2 separate regions of the Gossypium hirsutum genome follow, and region 2 is linked to region 1. Evidence: chromatin contacts called from public Hi-C data. All regions are on one chromosome and are shown on one strand. Each heading gives the region's core, a stretch centred on a gene start, on an enhancer-like site or on the middle of the called end of the contact. The rest is flanking DNA. Distances are from core to core; before and after follow the strand shown.

Evidence for each region. A called contact is a pair of places that touch in the nucleus more often than the background predicts.
Region 2: a contact with region 1 is called in a Hi-C map of leaf, with 1.9 times the contacts expected there. The contact joins two enhancer-like sites. A contact is called at or near these places in 12 of 34 Hi-C or Micro-C datasets (anther, callus, fibers and 2 more).

Annotation. Positions count from the first base shown.
Region 1 is chrD11:2,802,036-2,808,519 of Gossypium_hirsutum_v2.1, forward strand. No RefSeq gene overlaps it. Among protein-coding and RNA genes, the nearest start is that of TRNAL-CAG, 11 kb to the left of the region's middle. Within about 2 kb of position 1,591, at least 1 of the 9 cell types and tissues checked has an H3K27ac peak or open chromatin away from gene starts, as enhancers often do. A contact at or near this core is called in leaf, where this site is marked.
Region 2 is chrD11:2,834,877-2,841,348 of Gossypium_hirsutum_v2.1, forward strand. No RefSeq gene overlaps it. Among protein-coding and RNA genes, the nearest start is that of LOC107911259, 9.0 kb to the left of the region's middle. Within about 2 kb of position 2,030, at least 1 of the 9 cell types and tissues checked has an H3K27ac peak or open chromatin away from gene starts, as enhancers often do. A contact at or near this core is called in leaf, where this site is marked.

The sequences.
Region 1 (6,484 bases), core at 341-2,840:
AAACATAATAACAAGATAATCCATTATTTTTTTAAAACAAGGCACAGGTGTCGCCTGTGGCAGTGGCACCTTTGGTGCCGCCTCTGGCAGACCCTCGACCAGGGTCCTGTCACTTTCGTTAGCTAGCTTCGTTTTTTTTATTGTTTGTACCATTTTGGTACATAATAAAATGGTTGTATTATTTTAGTATTATTTATGTAAAAAACCCTGATTTTAAATATCAGACCTCAGATTATTCCTAAATACATTGAAATATAATATATTATGATACGGGGGAATTTAGGGGGCTGGCAACCCCTCCTAAAATGAAAATTTTTATATTTTGACATTTTAAATTAATAAAAGTAAAATTGCACATTACCCCTTCTAAAATTGATATAAATTTAATTTAATCCTTCAAAAATTGTAATTTAATTTCGACTCCATAAAAAAAATTTCTAACTTAAAACAGTTTTAATTTTTATTTAAAAAAGTTTTAATTTTATTAAATAATAAATCTTTTATATTTTTGAGTTATGAGCTAAAATTGAATTCTACCTATTAAGTAGTAATTATATATACTAATTAAAATTAGATATACAATATCTTAATAACTTTGACAGATGTTTTTTTATATTATTTTTTACAAATCTTTCCAATAATTAATATTTAATTAATTCGATTTTAATAATTGACTTACTGAAGCTTTAATGGCTCGAGTTATACTACATGCAAATGTCATATATGGATTCTTTCTAAGATTATCAGAGTTTAAAATTTATCTTATATGAATTATGTCTAAATTTATTGTGCTCTGTATTGAGTTCATTTCGATTCCAATTAATCAAACATACATTATTTATGCTTTATACTTGAGATTGTAGTTGTAAACTTTTTAAAAATTGGTAACATAATAAAATAAACTAAAACATCCTTTAAATCCTTTCGATTTATATTCACATAACATAACAATATATATAATAGTTTAATATTATTTAATTATTCAATAAGTTATATATTTTAGTCTGAAATATTTTAATAATATAGTAATTGGTATTTGAATTTGGCTCTCATTTTTTTATTACCGTGGTACTTGTTTTCTACAAAAGTTATACATTTTAATACCTAAAACTAACCATGATAATTTTATAGTGTTTGATCTAGGTTCAATGTTGATTTGATGAAAATTCATTTTTAACTAATAAATAATATTAGTAGATAAATTTCATTAAATCAATCCTAAAACTAAAGAAATATCGTAATCACGAAATTGGCAAGTGACACGAATTTTATTCTATAAACAAAATCATGAAAATTCAAATGTATAACAATAACAAATAACTTTCATCAAATCAGCACTAAAACCCAATTTAAACACTTAAAAGCTAATACCGTTATTTTTTTATTAATTAATTAATTATTTAATTCCATGCTCATAATGAATAATTTTATCAAAACCATAATTTTTAACATCTTTAATAATTTGAATTGTTTGATTTCGAAATACCAATATTTTAAAAACCTCAGATGGAGCGGAGAATCCACCACCAAACCACCTGATGGATCGGAGGAGGTGACCATCAGCCCACTAATTTATTGGGCCTTGTTCAGTTTGTCGGCAATTCCAATAAAAGGGTGTTGTTTATTTTATTTCAAAGCCCATTAAGCTACGAGTGTTGAGTGTACTCCTTTTTTACAAAAATAATAAAATATAATTAAAACATGTGAATTATTTTAGTAATTTAAATATTTATTATCAAAATAAATTCATTTCACCATCAGAATATTTCTACAATTATATAAATTTAAAAACCGTTTTTGCTTAAACTAATGTAAATGATGGGCATCTACATTTAGTGGGATGCGTTTAGATTTTTTATTTTTGTTTCACACTACAGTATTTAATCTCATCGTCGCCGCTATTTTTACACTGACTGTAGATAAACGCACCACTTATTCAAAGAGACTCGAAATCAAATATGAAAAAGTGAGAAAAGTGAGAAGTGATTTGACAGGGTTATCGATTAGAGAAGATAGCGATACAAATGAGCTCGAAACCAAGTTACAAAAGTATCAAAATAGTGAAGGGAAATAAAAGTCTGGACGCAAGTTGAGAAAAAAAAGTATAAAGTTGAAAGTAGGGGCCAAGTTCAACAATAGCGCTTGAGTTATCAAATTATGAATTAAAATTTAAACTATAAAATATTATAATTAAATACTTAAAGTATTAATATTATTTTGACCATGTAACTATGTCGTTATAATTATTAACTTAAGCCTCAAAGCTTACATTGAACATATTTAAAACATATGAATAAAATTGTAAGTATGTGTATCTGTTAATTTGACAACTAGGATAAGGCGTGGTAAAAAAATTCAACCCTCTTAAATTTATTGAAATTGTGTGTACTTTAGATCAAATCTATCAATGTCGCATTTACATTAACAACTAATATGATAAAATTACACAATTGATTTAATAGATACACTCAATACACAAATTAAGACATGTTGAATTTTACAAACCAATTTAAATTTTGATGCAATTATAGGTGTATTAAAAGTGTTCATGGGACGGGACAGGTTGAGCTGGGCTTAAGCGTGACAATAACACACTTTATACTTGTTATAGCCCATTTTAGCTCGAAATATGATATTAAAATTTTGTTTAAATCAACTTATATTTGTAAATGGCTAATACATATATATTTTAGGCCCGCCCAGAATTTTTTTATTTTGAAAGTATTATATATTGACATCTTAATATTTACATTATAGTATTATATATTATTAAAAATTAAATTTTATGTATTATATATTATAAACATAGAAATGACTAAGATTAAATTTTGAATTTTCGAATCTAAGCTCGACTCATATTTTAAATGAGCTTAATTATTTATCGAAACTGTAATGCTTGGGCTTTAAGGGTTCAGCCTCGTTCTCTTATTAATTTTTTTTTATTTCAACTCAAATTTCATTACTATTTGTAAATAAATATTCTACAGAATATATATTTACATAAAAACTTTCATGGTGGAGACATGATAATTTAATTAATAGTAAAAAATTAAATATTATAAAAAATATATTAAAGTTATCTGATTTTAGATATGTCAATGTGGCAGTCGACAGCGTTTTCAGGCAACAAACAAACAGTGACAGTACATGATCCGCCAGCCAAATAAATATACTTTAGCTGCAACGGTTCTCTATCGATGGTTTGACTTTTTCTTCTTCTTCCTTTTTTTATTTTGGTAATCCAAAACCAACTAAAACAAGATCGTAATTAGATCATGACGTCAACACGTCTCCTCTCCGTAGATTAAACCGCACTGAATCATCTGTCAATTTAAATGGGTCCCATTCTTTAAAGAATCAATACGTGGCCATTTCCTACAATGGGATCTGATCTCCAGAGGAAATTATTGCTTTTATTTTGACACTTGGCACCCATTTTTATTCTAACTGCTGATAAGTGGGCCCAAATTAACATGGTGCAGTCTTTTGGACAGCTGTCCTATTCTTAGCCTCCAATTCGTTTTCCTTTTTAATTTTAGATATCGTTTTGTGGAAGATTTTGCCGATCAATATTTTTTTATTTTGATTTATTATATATAGACATTTAAAATTCATTTATAAGATATCAATCATCAATACATTTTTTAAACAAAATAGCAAAAAAAATTTAATGGTTTTTATTAAAATGATGAAATATATTTATATTTAAAAATAAATCTATTTAAAAATAATTAGAAATATTCATTAGTTGGATCTGTAAAATTTTAAGCTTGGATCGAGATATTAATTATTTGACTGTTTAAATATTATTTTATTACTATTGATAAGACGGACAAAATCAAGTCGACTAATGTTAAAAATGTTAAACTTAAGCTTAATCCAAAACAAATTGACTTGACTTAGTTGGTTGGATTATGAATTATTCAAAAGATAAATGGTTAGTAAATGATGTTTTAAAATATAATTATTGATTATTTATTGGTTACTTCTCTTAAGATCCTCCGTGTCTCTTTTCTCAATTAAAATCTAAAAAGCTTACAAGAATGGCGTGGAAATCTTTGGACTTCTCTAAAACTAAATGTCGAATTAATTTTTGTCATCATAGTAAATAGAAAAAGTTATTATATTTCTAAAAAAATGATTTCGAAAATGAAAATTCATGTATGAAATGGGACTAATTTCTATCAGACCAACAGAAGGATAAATAATTAAAATAAATACTAAAATAGATATAGTCTTGAATCAACACCCTGCAACCTTGGAGAATTAAAACAGCCATGAGATTTAATTTTTTTAAAAAAATATTTATCATTTTTATCGTATCTCTTTTTTTGACATAATGTTTAGAACCACTCATAGTCTCTCTTCAACCCTTAAATCGGAGAATAATATGCTTCAGCGCACTCGAATCTACATCCTCCTACATTGGTAATAATGCCAATGCGAATCGATATATAAGACATATTAAAAAGACGTTATTAATCTGTTATTTTTATTAATCACTCCTTGGTTAATTGAAAAAATAATATTTATATGGTAACGGTACATTCTAAAAAGGATGCAACTGTCATGAAGTAAGTAAGAGTTTTGAAAATATCGATAATGACAAATAAAGTTTTTGTATGTCTCAAACAACGACAATCACGGATTATATACTTAATTTTTATTCGATTTTTCTTAAATACATTTTCAAGGACAAAGTTTGAACAGTTTTTAATATAAATGTTTGTCATCACCATCCTTTTCTTTTAACAACAGCATACTGTTTTGCAATTAAATGTAGATAATTCCCACGTTGCATGATGAACCGCCATACAAGTGTCGTTTAGGCTTAACGTCGATGCATGTCGTGGACGTCGCCCTTGTCTTGCAAACTAGTGATATGTTTATTACAAATTTATATGTGACATATATATTGGGTGCAGTGATGATTTTCGTAGAGAAATGAAGTTTGATTATGATATTATTGGAAAGAATTGTTATTAATATTAAAAAATATTTTTTTCAAAATGAATAAAAAAATACATTAAATATATTAGTGTGGTTCCAAAGAATGATTTGACACTTTCTTAAGGCATGATTATGTATTGTTTAAGGTGATGACATGAACCGCCTCCAAATGAGTTAGTTGTTGATTTTTATTTTTTCGCAATTTTCTTGGGGTAAATTAGTTATGAATATATATTATATGTATTGATATAATTATTTATAATTATTAAATTTTTATAGTAAAAAAATTATGCGTTATTCGAAATATTATAAAAATCAGTGGGTAATATGATTATATATTTAAAAATGGATGGACATTATTTTGAATTGAGAAAATATTTATTTGTATTTTACGTTAATGAATAAATGGGCATTCAATGAGTCTATAAACTTGAAACATAATCATAAATGGTTGAGTCAATGTTGGAATCCGCTAACCCTACTCAAATTAGTTCAATGGTCATTCGGTATGATTGAACGATCTATTAAAATAATGACCATGCATATAATTTCATACATTTATAATTATATTTGATAGACTAACCAACAATCTTCACACCATCTTAAATTGAGAGAATTCATTAATGTACTTTTTTTCTTTGTATGAAAAATATCATTAATAAATATGAAATTTGAGCCTCAAATCTTTCCCATTTCCATATAAAACCGGCCTCGTGTTTCAATGCAATTACTGTTTTACAAATAATAATAATAATAATAATTGAAAATTGAAGAAAATTTATTGAAATCTGGAAATTCGTTCTACACCAATCCGTTTTACACTTGGCATTTTCACAAGAGTACGTAACGTGGACATTTGCTTCCAATGCCGCAGCAATTTATAGCTTATTAATGACTAAAAGGACATAAACGGCATGCTGGCTACCAAGCAAGCATGCTACCAAATGGGACCCTAAAATAAACTATCTTAAAGGGATTTTTTTTATAAATATTCCCAATTTGCCGTATATGTTCTTTGTCTTCGAGTGCTTCATTACTTCCCATTTTTTGAATTTTTTTTAAATGTTTTCGAGTTCAAAATATATTGTAATATAATTGACGGGGACCAAGTCTATAATTTTGTGTCCGGCTGAAATATAATTTTAAGGATTAGGAAGTAAAAAGCTAAACAATTTTGTGATAAAGTTATTTAAATTGAGTATTCAATTTTTAGAGATTAAAAAAAAACAAAATTTTCATTTAATTAAGGACTAAATTGAATTGATAAATGTTAAAGAGAGATTACAAGCGAAACAGTAACATTTAGCAAAAGGAACCAAGGCCCTACATCTCATCCCTAGATACCATATTTTTTTTACCATATAGCTACCGTATACCTATAACCATATTTGTTATGGAGAGATAATTGTTGTAAGCATACAATAAAATTTATATTACGAGTTTCAATTAAATAATGGAAGTGATAATTATATTAAAAAAGTGAGAATCGAATTAATAAAATTAAAAGACATATAGCGAGTGCATGCATTATTAT
Region 2 (6,472 bases), core at 780-3,279, 33 kb after region 1:
GTCAGAAAAATTATCATTAATACTAAAGACTAAAAATCAATAAAAAATGTTGAAAAGACTCGTAAATCGCTTGAGAAAAACCCATAAAGTGTTCGAGAGAGCTTCATTTGACATATCAAATTACTACAAATCACCTTTAACCAAATATATATTATCATTTTTTTAATTTTATGCATAATATTGTTTTAAGGGAGAGGGTTTACTTATATGAATATGGTACAATTACAAATATATATAGAGAGAGATATATTTGAGTAACTACGAAATAAAATAAAATAAAGATAGAGCACAAATAGACATAGAATCGGAATACAAACATCATTTCATTTTCGTTTTTTTATAGAATGTTTTATTTTGAATGTGAGAAAAATAAAAAGGTGGGTAGAAAATTATGAAATCGAAAATGAGATTCATGTTTAAACACCGATTCAATAAAAAACTTAATTATATAGATATTATATTCATTTGAAAGAAAAAAAATACTATGTTGAATTTTCAAACAAGGTCTATAATTGGTCAGAATAAAATGGTATTAATATGACATTACTTTGATTTTGATGCTAATCTGTATGATTATTTGTATCCACCAATAGTGGTCAATATCAGTTCTTAGTAATTAAAACAAGATTATAATTTTTTTAAATTTTACTTATCTGATATTTTAAACAAATTTCTTTTCTTCTTTGATCAATTTTATTTCCTTTTTATAATTACATTTAGCAATAAAATATTTTTTAAAAAACAGCTAATAATATCACTATCAAAATAATACACCTTCTGACTTAGCTCAACGAAATGGACTGGATATTCAAATACCATGTAATGTTACTCATTTTTTAAAATGACAAAATCATCCTTAATTACGAGGTTGAATCCTAATTAAAGCAATCATGACATACCCTTCATGAGTTGTTAAACGATGCGAAGGATAAGTCAACATAAACACTCCTTTTAAGTCAACAATAATTAATAAACTATCTATATTTCATTGAAAATATAATGTAATTACTTCTTTTTTTCAAAAGTCTTTTCACTCGTTAACAACCCAATCTTAATTAAGCTTTATAATTCAAGATTATGTTAGATTTTTAATAAAATAAACTCACACATAGACGGAGCTGTCCATGTTATTTTTACTCACGACATGGGTTTTTAGAGTGAATATCCAATATCATTAGATTAAGCTTCATCTAACGGCTCGATTGATGTAATTTGACTTCGATTCATCAAATCTGGTCCCTAAAAATAGATAATGTTATCGGATTTTTATTGAAACTCATGTGAAATTGATGTCGTCTTTTTTTGAATTTTCGTCAGGGATAATAATTGTCTCTATTCAATAAAAAAAAAGTTGGACCAATGAAATTAGTTAAAACATTTAAAACAACATGTTAACAATTAGATAAATGAGAGATAATATTTTTATCCCTTCAACAATAGAAATATTTTATTTGATAAGGTAAGAAGGAAGTTGAGAGTAGAAACCAAGTGATGCAGCGAATGGGCCAAGACAGGGAACGAAATAGGTGTGGCATGAGCAAAAATCCAAGATAACATTGGAAATATGGAAAATTAACTCTTCAATGCAATACATGTGAAGGCTTTGACTTTTTTTTTTATTTTACTTTTTTGTTTCTTCCTTCTTCAATACAAACATCTATATTTCACATTAAGTGTAGTTAAGCAAAATTTTTCGAGTTTGAGTTGGATTAAATTCGTATTTAATTAAGTTCAAATTCGATCTTGGTTTAATAATTAAATTTAAGATTAATAATATATATTAAAGACAATAATATAATTTCGTAATATAAAAAAATTATAATATACATTAGAAGTGAAATTAAAAATATTTAACAACAGTTTGAATCAAGTTTTATTAAATTTAAAACTACTTAATAATTATCAAATTAAATTTAAATTTTTGAGTTAAACTCAAATAACTTATCCAAAAAAAGTGATAGATTAAGGTGGCCGCCTCATGAAAGCCCATTTATGTTCCTACTTTGAATAATTCTCGAATCTAGTGCTTGCTTCCTAACGGGCCATGCTTAATATTTTCTCTCTCGAACTATACTCCATATATTCACATGCAACACAAAAAGGTGGGCTTGGAAAATTTTTTTTTAACACTTAAAAAGCTTCACCTTTAATTAACTTGTTTGGCATGGTATGTGGATTGAGTTTTTGTTCAATTGATGCAGTTGTCATAATATTTAAGAGGACGTAATTCAAGTACGTTTTATCCTTCGATTCAAGGATTTGGAGGATTATGAGTAATTTAAAAATTGTATTAGAAAAATTTCTAGTGTTGTTTTGTTTTGGTTAAAATATGTTCTAATTCCCTATACTTTTTTTGTAAATTTGAAATTTAATCTTTTTATTTTTTAGATTTAAAAATTTAGGTCTAATTATTAATTCTATTAAAATTATTATATTAAATTCGCTGGTGTAATATTTTGAAATAATAAAAATACTTGATTGGTAAACACCTAACAAAAGAAATAGCATTGTAATTGTTGACACCATTTTTTTGATGAAAAACAGGGTCGACTTGGGTTTTGGAAAATGAAAACAAAAATGGGAGTCGCCACCGATCCTTTTTGATGAGGTGTGATCGGATCACCTCGAAAAGTGGTTGTTTTTAATAAACGATTTGATTTTATTAAAACAACAGGTTTGGTCCACGAAATTCAGAAAAACGGGTTCGGGAGTCGGTTACACACGAGGAAGGATTAGCACCCTCGATACGCCCAAAATTGGTACCTAGTTGATTACTTAATGTCTTAGTGTCGAAAACTGAAAACTTTAAAGAAATTTAAAATACGATCCTTAAAAAAATTCGAATGATATGGATTGAAATTCAAGAAGATATTTGGCTATTTGGTTAAATGATAAAAATCGACACCCAGCACATTAGGGCATGTTTTCTCGAATTTCCAAAAGCAAAACATTGCATTATTTTAAAATTTTTAAAAGGATATTAAGCCATTTGGTTGAACGAGAAAAATAGACACCCAGCACATTAGGGCATGTTTTCTCGAATTTCCAAACGGCAAAACATTGCCTTATTTTGAAATTTTTAAAAAGATATTTAGCCATTTGGTTGAATGAGAAAAATCGACACCCAGCACCTTAGGGCATGTTTTCTCGAATTTCCAAACGGCAAAACATTACCTTATTTTGAAAAATTTTCCTTTTTGAAGTATAGTGTTAATATGCATAATGGGATAATAGATATGATAATGTGAACAGATATTACAAAAACGAATAATAAAATAAATCAATCATGCATATATCATAGCAAATAAATAAATAAATAAACTAAAGCATAAAAAATGGACATATAAATAAATACATAAATGATCATACAAAACAATAAAGGAAAATAGATGAAAATTATAAAATATGAACATGTATATGTACATTTAAGGGAAATATGTATATGTATGTATATACATAAAATTATAAAAAAAATGAAAAAATATATATGAATTATAAGATATAAAAATATAAGTATTTACATATATATGTATATAGATTATAAAATACAAAGATATGTAAAATATAAGTATGTACGTTAATTTATAAAAACATGAAAAATATATGCATATATGCATTATAAAATATATATATAAGTAAATATGTACATATATACGTATATAACTATCATAAAATATAAAAAGTATGTATATAAGTATATAAAAATATAAAAAAATATATACTCCTATATATATAAAAGCAATAATAATAAATAAATGATGATACGCTAAAATAATGAAGAAAATAATAAAAGTGTTAAAAATGGACTAAATCGAAGTAAAAGCAACAATACGGGGCGAAATCGAAATAAAAAAACAAAAGGGACTAAATCAAGAGAAAAATAAAATTTAAGAGCCAAATTTAAAAAGAAAAGCAAATCAGGTCCCAAATGCAACACGAGTAGAAATGGAGGGACCAAAATGGGAAATATTCCCGCTCTCCAAAACACTGCGCTTCAGGTTGGACCAAATTGTAAATCAGAATAGATTTCAGGGCGAATTTAAAAAAACAAAAAAAACCAGATTGCAAGATTATTTAAAAGCGGAAGGGCTAAAGATGCAATTAGCCCTTCTGTCGAAAACACGCGGATCCTCTAGGCGGGTTGGGTCGACGCGCGGGTAAGGCCATATCAAAACGGCGCCGTTTTATATCAGTATTTAAGCCCAAATTTTCTGAAAAAAATCCATTCAGCCCCCCCATTTAAAAAAAATTCAAAACTCTCTCCCCTCTCATCTTCTTCCCCAGAATCCGGCCACCGATCTGGCCCGGCCTCCGGCGTAGCACCGCCGCGTGCGGTGGCCGATGTCTCAAAATCGGATCTTTTTTATCCTAGTTCGAAGTCGAGTGTCTCTTAGGCACGGATCTGGGGCCGAATCTCGTGAAACAAAGGCCGAAGACCCGAAAAAGGGCGAAACCGCTCGCCTTCCTCCATGTCCGGCGCGGCGCAGGTAAAAAAGGTAAAAAGCCTTCTCCTTTATTTTTTTTCTTTATGTTTTCGAGTTAAAAAAAGGAAAAAAATGAACTTAAAAAAAAACAGTAAGCAAAAGTAAAGAGAAAACTGAGCAAAAATGTTCAACCTTTTATTTCTGTTCTTTTTTTTTAAAAATAGAGGCCGAACCCCTTACAATTTGTTTTTGTTTGGCTTTTATAGCCATTACAACTTGTTTCTTTAATGTTCTTGTCATTTCTGTCGCAGGGGCAAGTGGGGGCGTCGGTGGCGCGGTGACGGGACGTATGCGGCGGCCAGCAGAGTTAGAGGCAGAGGGCTGCGGTGCTAGGGTTTCTTTTCTGAAACCCTAGCTTGACTTTTGGGGGATTTGGGCCCCAAATTTGGGCTATAAATTTGGGTTAGGCTAGTTGGGTTTGGGGGGTTAATTGAGTTGGGTAGGTTTAGGTAGGGTTTTTGGGTTGTATTGGGTAGAGGGTTTTGCTGGTATGGGCCCGAGTCAAATTTTGGATAGTGGGATTGGGCTAAAAATTGGGCTTGTACAGCTGCCCCTCTTTGCTCGTTGTCGTGTAACGATAACAGAGCAAAGATTAAGAAAGCCCAATTTTGCCCAGTCTCACCGAGTCTTGACCTCTATTGACGATTCACTTCAACTTGTTTGGCATGGTATGTGGATTGAGTTTTTGTTCAATTGATGCAGTTGTCGTAATATTTAAGAGGACGTAATTCAAGTACGTTTTATCCTTCGATTCAAGGATTTGGAGGATTATGAGTAATTTAAAAATTGTATTAGAAAAATTTCTAGTGTTGTTTTGTTTTGGTTAAAATATGTTCTAATTCCCTATACTTTTTTGTATATTTGAAATTTAATCTCTTTATTTTTTAGATTTAAAAATTTAGGTCTAATTATTAATTCTATTAAAATTATTATATTAAATTCGCTGGTGTGATATTTTGAAATAATAAAAATACTTGATTGGTAAACACCTAACAAAAAAATAGCATTGTAATGAACTTGAATTTAATATAAGAATTTTAACAATACTAACAATTCAACTAGCATTTTTAAACCAAAAAAGTAGAACTAAATTCTTGAAAATAAAAATAGTGGGGCTAAATTTCAAATATATAAAGAGTATAGGGACTTGAAGCAAATTTTAACCATTTATTTTCTATTTCTGTCGGCTACAGGAGAAGTTTATTTTTGTGGCGTTGTTTTAATGCTTCTGTCATTTGGAGATAGATGGAAAAGGAAGCGACGGGAAAATACAATTTCTTTGGCTTGTTAAATTTAGTGACGAAATTTTACTAATAAAATGAAGATACAAAATTACATTATTAATAATAATAATTTGTCTAATTAAAAGTTTGAAACTAAAAAAATCCAACACACTGCAAATAAGTAGTAGGTATAATAGTAAAATATATTGCATTTTCAAGGAGAGACGTAAGTTCAAACATTAGAGATGACATTTGTCGAGAGAAGAAGCTACAAACCTCGAACATATACCATAAAACAAACATGAATAAAAAATAACAAACCAATACAATACAATATTAAAAAAGAACCCATAAGTTTACGAATAGCTCAAACTATAGTTCAAACCACGAAAGTTGTGTTCAATTCTTTTCATATAATATCTAGAACTACTCATAACTCTTTTTGAACCCTTAAATAGGAAGATAAATACGCTTCAGCACACTTGAACTCACATCCTTTTGCACTGATAATAATATCAATGCCAACAGAGCTAAGATTCGGTCAACTTGTGTTCAAATCTTTAGTTGACACCAATGATGACTTTCATCATTAAATAACCCTTACCTCTTGTCACTTATTAAAATAAAAAAAGTTAAATATCGTTACACTTCACCACCAAACACCTCCCAGATACTTTGCATAAGCCGTTCTTATTAAAACTCCTTAGTGATGACCTCTCGCTAAGGGTAATCTCATGGGTTCAACCCTTTAACGAATGAGCAAAT